Linked DNA regions of Rattus norvegicus: region 1 is linked to region 2. Evidence: chromatin contacts called from public Hi-C data. All regions are on one chromosome and are shown on one strand. Each heading gives the region's core, a stretch centred on a gene start, on an enhancer-like site or on the middle of the called end of the contact. The rest is flanking DNA. Distances are from core to core; before and after follow the strand shown. Region 1 holds the start of Cox7a2l (cytochrome c oxidase subunit 7A2 like). Region 2 holds the start of Kcng3 (potassium voltage-gated channel modifier subfamily G member 3).

Region 1 (5,937 bases), core at 1,266-3,765, 130 kb before region 2:
GACACGCATTTGCAAAGTGCATTTCTTTAGCAAAGTATCTATGCTGCGGGAAACAGTGCTCAGAATAAGGGTCTAGGGAGGAAGGGTCTGGAATAAGCAAGTCAGCTCTTCTGCAAGTACACAGGAACCCTTCCATACTAATGGGTTCTACTGACTGAGAAACAGTGCTCGGAAATCTGGGGTAGGCGTAATATCCTGTGGGGTTCAGGGTGAAGCACAGACCTACAGATAGCAAAAGGTCACCAGGTCACTGAATAGATCCAGTCCCAGCTTTCTGGATGTAAATGGTGTAAGTCCCCTTTGTTGAGAGCCTGACAGTTTTAACGTTCCTGGTTCCCCCAGTGCTATCTGTGGACACAAGTCTATAGGGACCGTGGAGCCAGCCCAAATCTACAATTTATAAACGTCCACCTAACCTTGCTTCTTTCCACACCGCCTAAGCAAAGTTTAAATGAGCTGGAGATGGAGCTCAGTGAGAAAGCACGTGTCTAGCATTTATGAAGTCTTGGACTCAATCCCTACAACCATATAAATAAATGTTTTTGAGTAACTTAGAAATTCTAATACTAGGGTGAAATCTAATTCAAGGGGAGCCAAACACACCCCACCCTGGATGTCCTGTCTATATCAAGGGCATCATTAGGCAATTCCTGCTCTGAATATCAATTTCATGTCGTCATTTAGTCAGATTTTTACTTTCTCCTTCTAAACAACAAAGCTTAGACTTTGCTTCAGCTCTACTAAAAACAATCTACAGGACTAGAGAAATGGTGAAGCAGTTAAGAGCACGGGCTGCTCTTTAGGGAGGACCCAAGTTTAATACCCTGCACCCACATGACTCCCAACTGGCTGTAATTCCAGTTCCAGGAGATCTGGAACCTCCTCTGGCTTCTGCAGACCAGACGGCATGAAGACAAAACACTCATATACGTATGCACTACAGAAGGTACAATGGAAACAGCCATTTCCCTACGTCTTCTGTCAAGAAATCAGACAATACTGGCAATCCTTTCCTTACAACTCATTACACTGGGCTTTCCAGATACCACATTAGCTTCCCTTCTAACCCTGGACTGTTCTGAGTGAATTTTCCTCATTCCCTTTCACATTTCTGTAATGGAACAATCGTCTCTCTTTTTTTTTAATTTATGTACTTCCAGAATGATCTCTCCATCAGCAAAGAGCCGCCTACCAGCCATGTCTGCTAAACACCACATTCATAAAACTCAGCAGCTACCAGATACATCATATCACCAAAAACTGAACACCTAAAAACACTTAAGACTTTTCCTCTTCAGCCTCCCATAAAATTCAAACTCAGTCCTTCTTGGCCTCCATTATCCTGAAAGTACATCTAATCTTGGATTGAAATCCTACTTAAACACTCTCCCTTAAGATGTGTCCTGTAAGGGTAGACATGAGGCAATAACCAGTCTCTGTTACAGCCCATACGAGTCACTATTCTAGCTAAGGCTTTTCAGCTTCGTGTTCCAGCAAGGCTTCTCGATCCACTCAGAGCAATGATTCAGCTTCTGGAGAATATATATATCATTTATCCGGCACCAACCATCTGCCAAAAAAACCCCGCTCACTCGACACATAGCATTTAACCCAAATTAATACTGCCCTGAACCAGAAAATGCTTTTGCTCACAAAAAAAAAAGTAGCCGTCAAGGTCACTAGATCAAGGCTGCTAAATTTAGTACTAACCCAGTATGAATGGACCTCTAAAATACCACATTTTCACAACACTGAGGCTGGAGATGGAAGCGTCATCAGTAGGATCTGTCTGGATAAATGTCAGATCGCCCAGTGGTCACGGTCACCGTCTGCTACTTTAAAATTAGCGAAAGCTTAAACGTTGTTGGCTGTCACTCCCCATGCTCTCCTCAGTATAGGAAAAAAAAATCCATGCCTTATGAGCAAGCTTCTCAATCCCGCCCTCCTCAGTCTTCCATTTGGTAGCTGGTGAAGCTGCTTTCTGAGAAGTGACAGGAGTAGTAACGTAGGGAAGTCACAAAGGCCACCTCAAGGAGAGAGAGCGGAAACTCAAATTCAGTTAAGTCTCCTGCGCACCACAGACTCTACGGGAAATCCATCTTAAATAAGCAGCCACCCCAAGGGTCACCTTGACCCCCGCAAGGTATCAGACCTATGTTTTGTGCCATGCAAACCTTGCCTAGGGTGCCGTACACACAGAGAAACCTCGGCGACTGCTCCAAGCCTGCGTGAAAGGATTCCAGGAGACGCGAGTAAGCCGGACCCATAGGCCGGCAGAAACCCCTCCCGGCTCGGACGTCGCGACTGCCTGCCTCGGGCCGCCGTTCTCTCGCTCAAGGCGACGCGGCACACCCGTACCTGCGGAGTATAGGCTTCCGAAGCCCAAGCACTAGCCAACTTCTGCGTGAAACTGCTAAACTTGTAGTACATGTTGGCTGAAGCCAGCTTCGCACTGCCGCTGCCTGTGCGACCGCCCTAGAAAAGGACCCGGCTTCCCCTTTGGCCCACCCAAAGCTCGGCGCAAGGACCCAGATCCAAGATGAGGACTGTCTAGATAGCGCCTGACCCAAAGTATACCCACTTAAGCAACGTCAGGGAAACAAACCGCGCTCTCTCAAGACTTAGGGACGTAAAAAGCTCTAAAAGACATGGAAAGAAGCTGTGCTGAGGCTTTCCGAAAACTCAGGCTTCTTTGTGCTGCTCATTTGTATGTGGGCAGTACCAAGACGCTATGACAGATGCGCAAGCGTCCTTTGGACAAAGAGGGCGGCTGAGAGCGCCACTCGCCCAGAGCGTTCTGGGCGGGGCCTGGAACTGGGGGCGGGGCCCGGCACGTAGGCGGGGTCTCGTCAGGTCCAGGTCCCGCCCCATTTGAGGGTTATTAGTATCTGTTGAGGGGTCTTAAGTTCCTAGGGTTGTTAGGAATTTCACCTCAATTAAGTCAAGAGCAGCTTTTTGGAGCCGGCAGTGAGTACATTACTTGTAAGCGAAATTCTGTCTTAATGCCTGGAAAAGTGACCAGAAAGGAGAAGAGTGATCTAGGAGAGAGAAGAGGAAAGGTGAGAAAAGAGAAGAGAGGAGAGGGAGGGAGGGAGGAGATGGTGAGAGGAAGAGAGGAGAGAAGGGAAAGAAGGAGAAGAGTGAGAGGGGAGAAAGAGGAGAGAGAGGAGAAGGAGGGAGAGCAGGAAGGGAGAGAGGAAGAGAGAAGAAAGAGGGAGAGAGGAAGGGAAGTAGGGAGGGAAGGAAAGGGAGAGGGAGAAAGGGTAGGGGAGGAACCTGTAGGCTTTGCGCAGAAGGCGTACACTTAATCAAAACATAAAGCACCTGTGTGTGCATCTTGCTTCTTTTGAGAGTGAGATCACTGTCTTCTGCATTCATTTATGGGAATTGGTTGCTCATCTCTCCCTGGCCTCTGTTCTTTGAGATAAATGCCTGCAGGGGAGGTGACTTGGAACACTTGTGAAATCTCTACCTTCTGCTTGAATGATGCAGCTCAGTTACAGCTTCCTGGTTATAGTAGTACTCAGCGCCACGCGGTGGGGCTTAAACTTCCACTCTGAGGCAAAAGCTACATAAAAGGAGTGTGCTGGTTTCTTACGCTCCAGAGACAAGTTTTTAGTCCTATCATTTAACCAGAGGTTTCTGCGCACACCTGATAGGTTTGCATACACTGTATTTTAAATGTAAATTGGTAATAAATAGCTAATGCTAAGCTTGATGTAGTATTTTCTCTAAATGTATTGAACCCCCACTACTCTAGACCATCTCTGTTTTACAGCACAGGATAATGAGGCCCAGAAAAATGAAGTAATTGCTGAGGCCAGCAATTAGTGGCAGAGTTAGTCACCAGGCTCAAGAGTACAGATAAATAGATATAAATCCATTCTAAGAAAAAAAAGAGTCAAAACTGTGCACTCCTGAGCAAAGATGTGATCTTTATAAATTCAGCACCTCTAATACCCTGGACAGCAAAGATTCCAGCTTCTTCTAATGATAAGTAATCCAAGGTTACTGTCCAGTCTGAGTTATTCTGTTGCTGCAACCAAACGCCATGACCAAAAAGCAAGTTGGGGGAGTTGGGGATTTAGCTCAGTGGTAGAGCGCTTGCCTAGTAAGCGCAAGGCCCTGGGTTCGGTCTTCAGCTGGGGGGGGGGTTGGGGAGGGGGAGCAAGTTGGGGAGGGGAGGGTTTATGCAGCTTACACTTCCACATTGCTGTTCATCACCAAAGGAAGTCAGGGAAGGAACTCAAGCAGGTCAGGAAGCAGGAGCTGATGCAGAGGCCATGGAGGGGCATGGCTTACTGAATTGCTTTCCCTGGCTTGCTCAGCTTGCTTCCTTATAGAACCCAGGACCACCAGCCCAGGGGTAGTACTACCCATAATGGCTGGGTCTTCCCACATCAATCATTAGTTAAGAAAATGCCTTACAAGGCTGGAGAGATGACTCAGCCGTTAAAGGCTACAACCAAAAATATAAGAAATGCCTTACAGTCAGATTTTTGTGGAAGTTTCTCAATTCTGTGCATTTTCTCAGTTGAGGTTTCCTCCTTTCAGATAATACTAGTTAGTGTGTCAAGTTGACATAATTCTAGCCAAGATGGTGCCTTTACAAAGGCATGGGATAATGTAAAAAAGAGAAGAAAAAGAAAAATCGAAATTTCTGTTTGAGTTCTAGTTTCTCCACAACTGAAAGAATTGAGCCTAATTTAAACCTAATTTGGAACCTCTTTACCTCTTTAGTGGAGGAGTAGCCATCGTTACCTTGTCTCCTTTGCTCCTAGTCAGAGAGTCAACCATTCAGGAAATTATAAAGCTTATGGTAAGCTCATGGCCTTAGCTGCTTTATCCTTTCAGTTTTCCACAGAGCTTGACTATAGATAAGAAGCCTAATTAACACAGTTAATTAACACAGATCTTTTTTTTTTAGATTTATTTATTTATTTCTTGTATATGAGTACACTGTAGCTGTCTTTGGACACACCAGAAGAGGGCATCGGATCCCATTACAGATGGTTGTGAGCCACCATGTGGTTGCTGGGAATTGAACTCAGGGCCTCTGGAAGAGCAGTCAGTGCTCTTAACTGCTGAGCCATCTCTCCAGTCCGATCTTGGTTATTCTAATTCAGTGGTTCTTAACCTTCCTAATGCTGCGGACCCTTTAATACAGTTCCTCGTGCTATGGTGACCCTGAACCACAAAATTATTTTCATTGCTAATTTATAACTGTGATTTTGCTAATGTTACGAATTGAAATGTAAATATTTGATATGCAGGGTATCTGATATGTGACCCCCAAGTGGCTCACGGGTCCACAGGTTGAGAAACACTGCTCTAAATCATTTTAAACTAATCAAATGTTGGCATTTTTAAGAAGAGGAAGAGGAAGAGGAAGAAGGAGGAAGAGGAGGAGGAGAAAGAGGAGAAGCAGAGGAGGAGAAGGAGAAGCAGAGGAGGAGGAGGAAGAAGAGAAGGAGAAGCAGAGGAGGAGGAGGAAGAAGAGGAGGAGAAGCAGAGGAGGAGGAGGAGAAGAAGCAGAGGAGGAGAAGGAGAAGCAGAGGAGGAGGAGGAGAAGCAGAGGAGGAGAAGGAGAAGCAGAGGAGGAGAAGGAGAAGAAGCGGAGGAGGAGGAGGAGAAGGAGAAGAAGAGGAGGAGGAGGAAGAGGAGGAGGAGAAGCAGAGGAGGAGGAGGAGAAGAAGCAGAGGAGGAAGAGGAGGAGGAGGAAGAGGAGGAGGAGGAGGAGGAGGCAGCTTGCTAGCAAATACTGGGTGTAAGGACAGGTTTTTCCTAGGTTGATCTGGAGTAAGAAAAGTGAATGGTTTAGGAGAGCTCCCATCTCCCTCCTATCTCTGGACATGTTTTGGAAGAGGCTTCCTAGTGTCTAGCAGCATCAGGTGTAGCAGCTTTTTGAAGTCTAAAGGTGCTTGTCAACACTGCTGA
Region 2 (6,396 bases), core at 605-3,104:
GTCACCAGTCCACTGTGGTTATACCTAAGACTCATACAGAGAGGAATATTCTGTGGAAGCCAGGCACTGCTGTATCTATACACGACACAGTTCCTAGCATACACAGGCCCACCAGGAAGAGATTACAGCACACAGCCTTGACTTGAAAGTGAATGGAGAAAAAAAATTAAGCCAGAAAATGAGTGGGGGAGGACTCTTAGAAGAGTTATCAAACAAATGGCAAAAGGGAAGATACTGTTGGGGTTTTATGCCCAAAATGGCTGTCTGCTCTGTAAGTCCAACTTTAGTCTGCTTATTCCTCCCACCAAATATGCAAAATAAACTCACTCGTTCTAAAAACAGGAGAGTGTTATCACCATTAAGAGGTAAGCAGGATCTCAGGAGAGATTAAAGTATTTTCTTTTCACCCTAGTAAAGTGGGGGTGGGGACACTTCAATGACCCAAACCTGTTCTGGGTTTGGGGAAGTTTCGCTTTTTCTTCTCTCCCAGGGCAATAGATGTTTTTGTTTTCTTCCCCATACTGAAGGCCCTCTGAATAAAACCCTAAATCTTTAATACCACACTGAGGAAAGGAATTTGCTAGGTCCACACTTGGTCGGAAAGGAGAAGAAAAAGGGCACAGACATCCATTATTCAGAGTCTATCGCTAAATTAGCCTCCTTTATAACACGGCAACTCCATCCCAGCACACATTACGCCAGGGGCAGGGTGTGCAAAATGTGTGGGCACTGAAGCAGACCACATTTCACCGAAATGAGACTTCATCTTTTCAAACACCACCAGCATTGGCACAGATTTCAAAGAGCTCTTAGCTCAAACTGAATTATCGTGCAAATTATTGCATTTTAGCAATAAAAGTTTGGAAAATCTAATTAGCAGGTTGCTATTTGGTCAGAACTAAACTATACCGCCTGGGGGTTTTCCTATAAAAGGTGAGACCCAAGCACACCCCGCTGGCTAATGGAAAGAGGGGCGGGGTTGGGAGCCACACATCCCTCACATCCCTGGTTTGGAGCGCCAGGGGCCTCCAGGGGCAAGAAAAAGCCTAGCTGAGCTGCCAGGCAGACAGGACGGAGACTGGACGGACGGACGAACGGACGGTACGGAGAGACGGGACTGGACGGACTGGACGGGCAAAGAAGCTGTGCGTCCTACCCGGAGGGCTCCCTCCCAGGGCTGGCGGAGTACCTGCTCCGGTCATCCAGACTGCGGTTGTCGGCGGCCGCCGCGCGCCAGTCCGGCAGCGTGCTGGCGCACAGCACCACCATAGACACGATCACGAACACCACGGACACGCTGGCCAGGATCTGCGCGGCCAGCGACGACGTGGGCTCCTCGAAGGTCCGCCGCATGCGCTCCAGCCAGCGCCGGGAGGGAGCCGCCTCGGGCCCGGTGGGACGAGGCTGCTCGCGGCCCAGCTCGTCTGCCGCGTGGAAGGTGTGGGTGTCGGACATGCGGTCGTCTAGGCGGCGCTGGCAGCAGTACTCCAGGTGCGCGCCCTCCAGGCCCCAGTAGATCATCTCGTTGTAGAAGGAGAGCTCGCACATCCGCGGCGCGAAGCGCAGCTTCCCGTGGCCGCGCACGTACAGCAGGATGAAGCCGAAGGCCTCCGAGTGCCGGTCGAAGAAGTACTCGTTGCGCTCCCGGTCGTAGTCGTCGCACACCTCGAGCACGTCGCGCTCCGAGCGGCAGCCGTGCAGCCGGCTCACACGGCGCAGCGGGAAGTCCTTGAGCAGCTCCCGGGACAGCGAGTACCGGGCGCCGCCCACGTTCAGCACCACCGAGGCCGCCCCGCCGCGCCCGAAGGTCATGGCTGGCCGCCCCGGGGGCCTGCCCGCCGCGCGCACGGGGTGGCCGCGCCGTCGGGGCCCGCGCTTCCCCGGGGCTCGCGCCCCGCGCCGCCCGTGTCCCCCGCGGTGTCAGCGCCGCCGCCCCTCGCTCCCGGGTTCGCCCTTAGGAGTCCGGGTGGCTATCCGCAGCTCCAGGTGGCGCCGGTCTCCCGGAGGGCGAGCGTTAGCCGAGGCTCCGTGGGCAGGTCTCCCGGGTCCCCGGCGCACGCAGCCCGGCCGCCGTCCAGAGGCGAAAGGCAAAGTGAGCGGGCTCGGCGGCGGCGAGGAGCGGGCTCCGGGAGGCGGGGGCGGGGCCTCCCTCGCCGTCCTCCTCCTCGCCCGCCGGCTCCGCGCGCTCCTCTCCCTCCGCGCGCACCTCCTTGCCCGCCCGCGCCCGCACCCGCACCTCCCGGCTCGCTCGGGCTGGGATTCCCCGGCGCCCCGCCCCGGACCTCGGGCTCCCCGCCTCGTGACGCCGTGCGCCCCCGCCCGCAGTGGCCGGGAGGGGTGCGCGGGGCGTGATGCGAGCTGCGGGGAGCCCCGGAGCCATCGGGATGGTGGGCACACCTCCCCCAGGCTCCTTTGAACAGTCCCCGAAGGGACGAAACAGGAGAGAAGGAGGGGTGCAGAGGTGAGGACCAAGGTGCGAGGTTTGAAGTAGGCAGCAGACGGCGTCTGGATAAGACTTTGCCAGAGACTGTTGGGAACCCTGGTCGGCTTCTAAGGCCGCCCCAAAGGATTTCTCAAAGCAAGCAACCCAGTCGCGGCTTTGCCTGCCGACTTTGCGCTTCCTCTCCGCGCGTGGGGCGCCCCACGTGCAGTGCGCTCCGAAGGCGGCCGCGCACCAAGCTTCCCCCACCCCTCGCTCCCTGAGGGATGTTATGGGCCAGCGGACTCGCCCTAGTCCCCCGCTTTCCCAGCCTCGGGGTCCTACACCGCTCTCACGATGCCTCTGGTGGAGTGGGGTGGCAATCTGAAGAGAATCTTCTTTCACTGGCAAGGCCAGAATGTCTCATTGCCTCGATCTTGCATTTTCTTTTTCATGCTATCTCGATGTCCACTCCTTCCCTCCCCGTTGCACCCCGGTGCGACTGCGGCACCGGCCCTCCAAACGCAGAGGCAGTGTTAAGGCTTGGAGGAGTGGGGTTCGACTTGGCAGGCATTATTTTAAACAGCAGTTCACACATGCGACACCGGCAGCCCAGCCCGTCAAAGGCAAGAAACAGGTGAGTTGTATGTAAGGGAGACGATGTTGGATGCAAAACAAACACTGGATATAAGAATGAATAAGAGGGCGGAGGGGTGGGACAGAGTACCTGGGGAAGGGTTTTACTTTCTCCTCCACTTTCATAATTTTGTAAGACTGCCCGGTGCCCGCTAGAGGTCACCATAAAGAGCCATTTGCTCTGGTTCTAGGGTAGATGTGAAAACACAGCCGCCTGCAAATTTGAGTTGTTTCTGACAAAGTCACCCTGGGTGGTTCTTAGAGAATGAAAATCTCTCTAAGCTGTTTATCCGTAGACTTGGATCATTTATTTTCTAAAGCACTTAATGTGATTAAAAGCTCAAAAACAAGAGTTATTTATCTGCTAAGTAGCTACTAAGCGAGGAAAACATCCTGAAGGAAGTGAATTCAATACGGAATGGAAGGAGGTGCTGGCAGAAGGAGCCAAGGATTCCGGGGAGCAGATCCCAGATGCGAAAGATTAGCGACTGCAAAGAAAGCTAATGCATTTGTCTGGCTGGAACAACGGGAGTTCCGAGACCGGTGTCCACGCCGGGCTATCTGCAACGGGATCCCTGAAGCTTCAATAACAGAAGTGGCTAGATGAAAGCCTTAGTTTAGGAAGATGCTCTGCCCTGTGGGTTATTCTAAGGAAAAGGCTCTTTCGGCAAGCCAGGAATAGAAACCCTAACCTCGTGTCAGTAAAAATGAAGGCCAGTTATGAGAAACCCAGGCCAGTATCTAGCAGGTCTTCGTAATGGATAGATATGTCATAGGACACAGTGACCAGAGTGGGGGGAAAAAAAAATAAAAGCCGGTGAGAACCAGCCACCAGCCTGGCTTCTCACCAGCCAGAGCCAATTCACCAGCAAGTTGCTAAAAGCAACAAGCAAAAGAGTACAGCCATTGTGTTGGTTACTTGAACATTACTATATTTATTTCCTGTGCTCTCTATGCAAAAATCCCTTTACAGTCTGCTGTTGGAGGCAGTTAGAGAAATATCTCTTTTTAAATTAAATTCGAACTTGGAAAACAAATTAATTTGGTGACAATGCAGTGTATGCCTCATAAGTGTATTTTCATAATATTTATTGGCTGGATAGGTTTAAATCATTTTCTTTGTTCCTAATATAACTCTTGCTCTTAGCTGGTTATGATATCAGTAACCCAACAGCAATGTTCAAGTCATTTTCTCAAACAGAGTATACAGAATGATGGCTTTGTCTCAGTCTAACCTGGCTTAGAAAACATTCTTACAAACTGTCCTGCACCACCGTGTTCTGAGAGGACGTCTACAGGGAGAATTATTACACTCGGCTTCTCTTCTGGGTTCAGGATGGTGTCTGGGGTCGTCATGTGTAAATCCTCAGCACACGTTAAAATGTGAAAAGCATCAGGAAGGATTTGAGCTTGAAAGAAGGTGGGTTTTTTTTTCTTCTTTCCATTCTCAATGTGTTCACCCATTTCAGAGAGGAGTAACAAAGGTTTGTGCAAATGTGGCTGGAACTCGATAGAGACCCTCTAGCCACAGCAGTGTGGGAGGAGGAAGGCTCAAGCCAATCCTAGCTCTAGTCGCTCCCATGTCCAGCATCTAGATTGTCATCACAACTTCTCCCCATCATTCTTTCCTGCCCCAGGGACCCGTGCAATTCCCCCAGGCAGTCTTTCCTTTTCTCCAAGTCATCACTACTTCAAACTCGAAATGGAAACCTGGGGCCAGCCTGGGCTACATGAAGCTATTCTCCAAAGTCCTGGCTGGGGAGGTAGCCTAGTTGATAAAGTGGTTGCATCCATGAAGTCTGAATCAAATGAACTGGGTTTAGTGGAACACTCTTGTAATCCCAGCATTCAGGTTGTCCAAGATGGCTGCTGGGCTCATCCTCTGTGGGAAGCTGGCTGCAAAACGTATTTGCCAAGTGACAGCTAACAAATCCCTCATGCATAAGAGGGAGATGAGGAAAAGGGGCTCTGGGTGTTAAGTGACACAGATAGCGTGAGGGTAGTAGACAGCTCGGTGTGTGACCCTGGAGAAATCCCATCTCATGTATGACTTCCATTAGTGCAAATATGCCATGTCATTGTAAATACATGATTCATAGAAAAATGCACCAATCCAGAAATAGGTAACCTGAAACATCAAACACTGATTGAACAGTTCTCTTCTCTGTACTGCTAGCTCTGGGCTCAATGTGAATTCCTGCACCCCTGGTGTTGAGCAAGGGGGGCCGTGCCCTGTCCTAAATTACTCCATATTGTGCAAAACAGGTTTTTCCAGCTATGCCATGCTCTGAGACACTCCGTTTTACAGGCAGCTGTTGACTCCATTCTGAGTGCAGATACGGAAGCAGGTGGAGTTTGCATCTTGGTGGACATAATCAGTACCATCTGTCCAGTGTACTACTGCCAGGAGGCACCTACTGATGAACGGCTTATTCGTACATGCAGAATGGTTCCGCCTCTGACTTTATCAACTTAACCGGAGCTGTAGGAAGCCTATGACCGTAGTCACATATCAGGGACTGCGAAGGTAGCCCATTGGTTAAAGCACTTGCAGTGTACATGTGAGGAGCTGAGTTTGGATCCCTAGAGCGCACATAAAACCACGCATTTGTGCACGGTAAGACGGGAGGCGGAACAGGAGGATCTTTGGGAGCTAACAGGCCAGCTAGCCCAGTGTACTGGCTGGTTTTGTGTGTCTACTGGACACACGCTGGAGTCATCAGAGAGAAAGGAGCCTCAGTTGGTGAAATGTCTCTACGAGACCCAGCTGTAAGGCATTTTCTCAACTAGGTCAAGGTGGGAGGACCCAGCCATTGTGGGTGGTGCCATCATCCTTTGGCTGGTGGCCCCGGGTTCTATAAGAAAGCAGGCTGAGCAAGCCATGAGGAGCAAGCCAATAAGCAGCACCCTCCATGGCCTCTGCATCAGCTCCTGCCTCCAGGTTCCTATCCTGCTTGAGTTCCTGTCCTGACTTCTTCCGTGATGGACTGTGATCTGGAAGTGTAAGCTGAATAAACTCTTTCTTCCCCATCTTGCTTTTTGGTCACGGCGTTTCATCGCAGCGGTAATAACCCTGTTATATAACACTGGGGATATATAGCAGCAAATGTAAGACTATCTCACTCAAAGTGGAGGTGGGACCCACACCAGAGATTCTCTGACCTTGATGAATTTACTATGGCAGGCACACACCTGTACTCATGAGTATACATACTCACACATACATACACATCTTACATACATCTGCACGGAAAAATAAAGCATGAAAACAGGTCCAAGAACTCACTGGACACAACAGGCTGAGGAAAGCTACAGCACCCTCACCTGGACCCATGAAGAGG

Evidence for each region. A called contact is a pair of places that touch in the nucleus more often than the background predicts.
Region 1: a Hi-C map of frontal cortex shows a contact between it and region 2, with 2.1 times the contacts expected there. The contact joins the promoter of Cox7a2l here to the promoter of Kcng3 in region 2. A contact is called at or near these places in 2 of 12 Hi-C or Micro-C datasets (frontal cortex and mammary epithelial cells).

Annotation. Positions count from the first base shown.
Region 1 is chr6:16,933,373-16,939,309 of GRCr8, reverse strand. Cox7a2l (cytochrome c oxidase subunit 7A2 like) reads right to left here and starts at 2,515. Exons shown (of 3, transcript NM_001399340.1): 1 at 2,359-2,515. The coding sequence starts at 2,430. It overlaps LOC134479098 (a long non-coding RNA gene), which reads left to right and starts at 2,566. Exons shown (of 2, transcript XR_010052175.1): 1 at 2,566-3,059.
Region 2 is chr6:16,799,300-16,805,695 of GRCr8, reverse strand. It overlaps Kcng3 (potassium voltage-gated channel modifier subfamily G member 3), which reads right to left and starts at 1,854. Exons shown (of 2, transcript NM_133426.2): 1 at 1,157-1,854. The coding sequence starts at 1,812.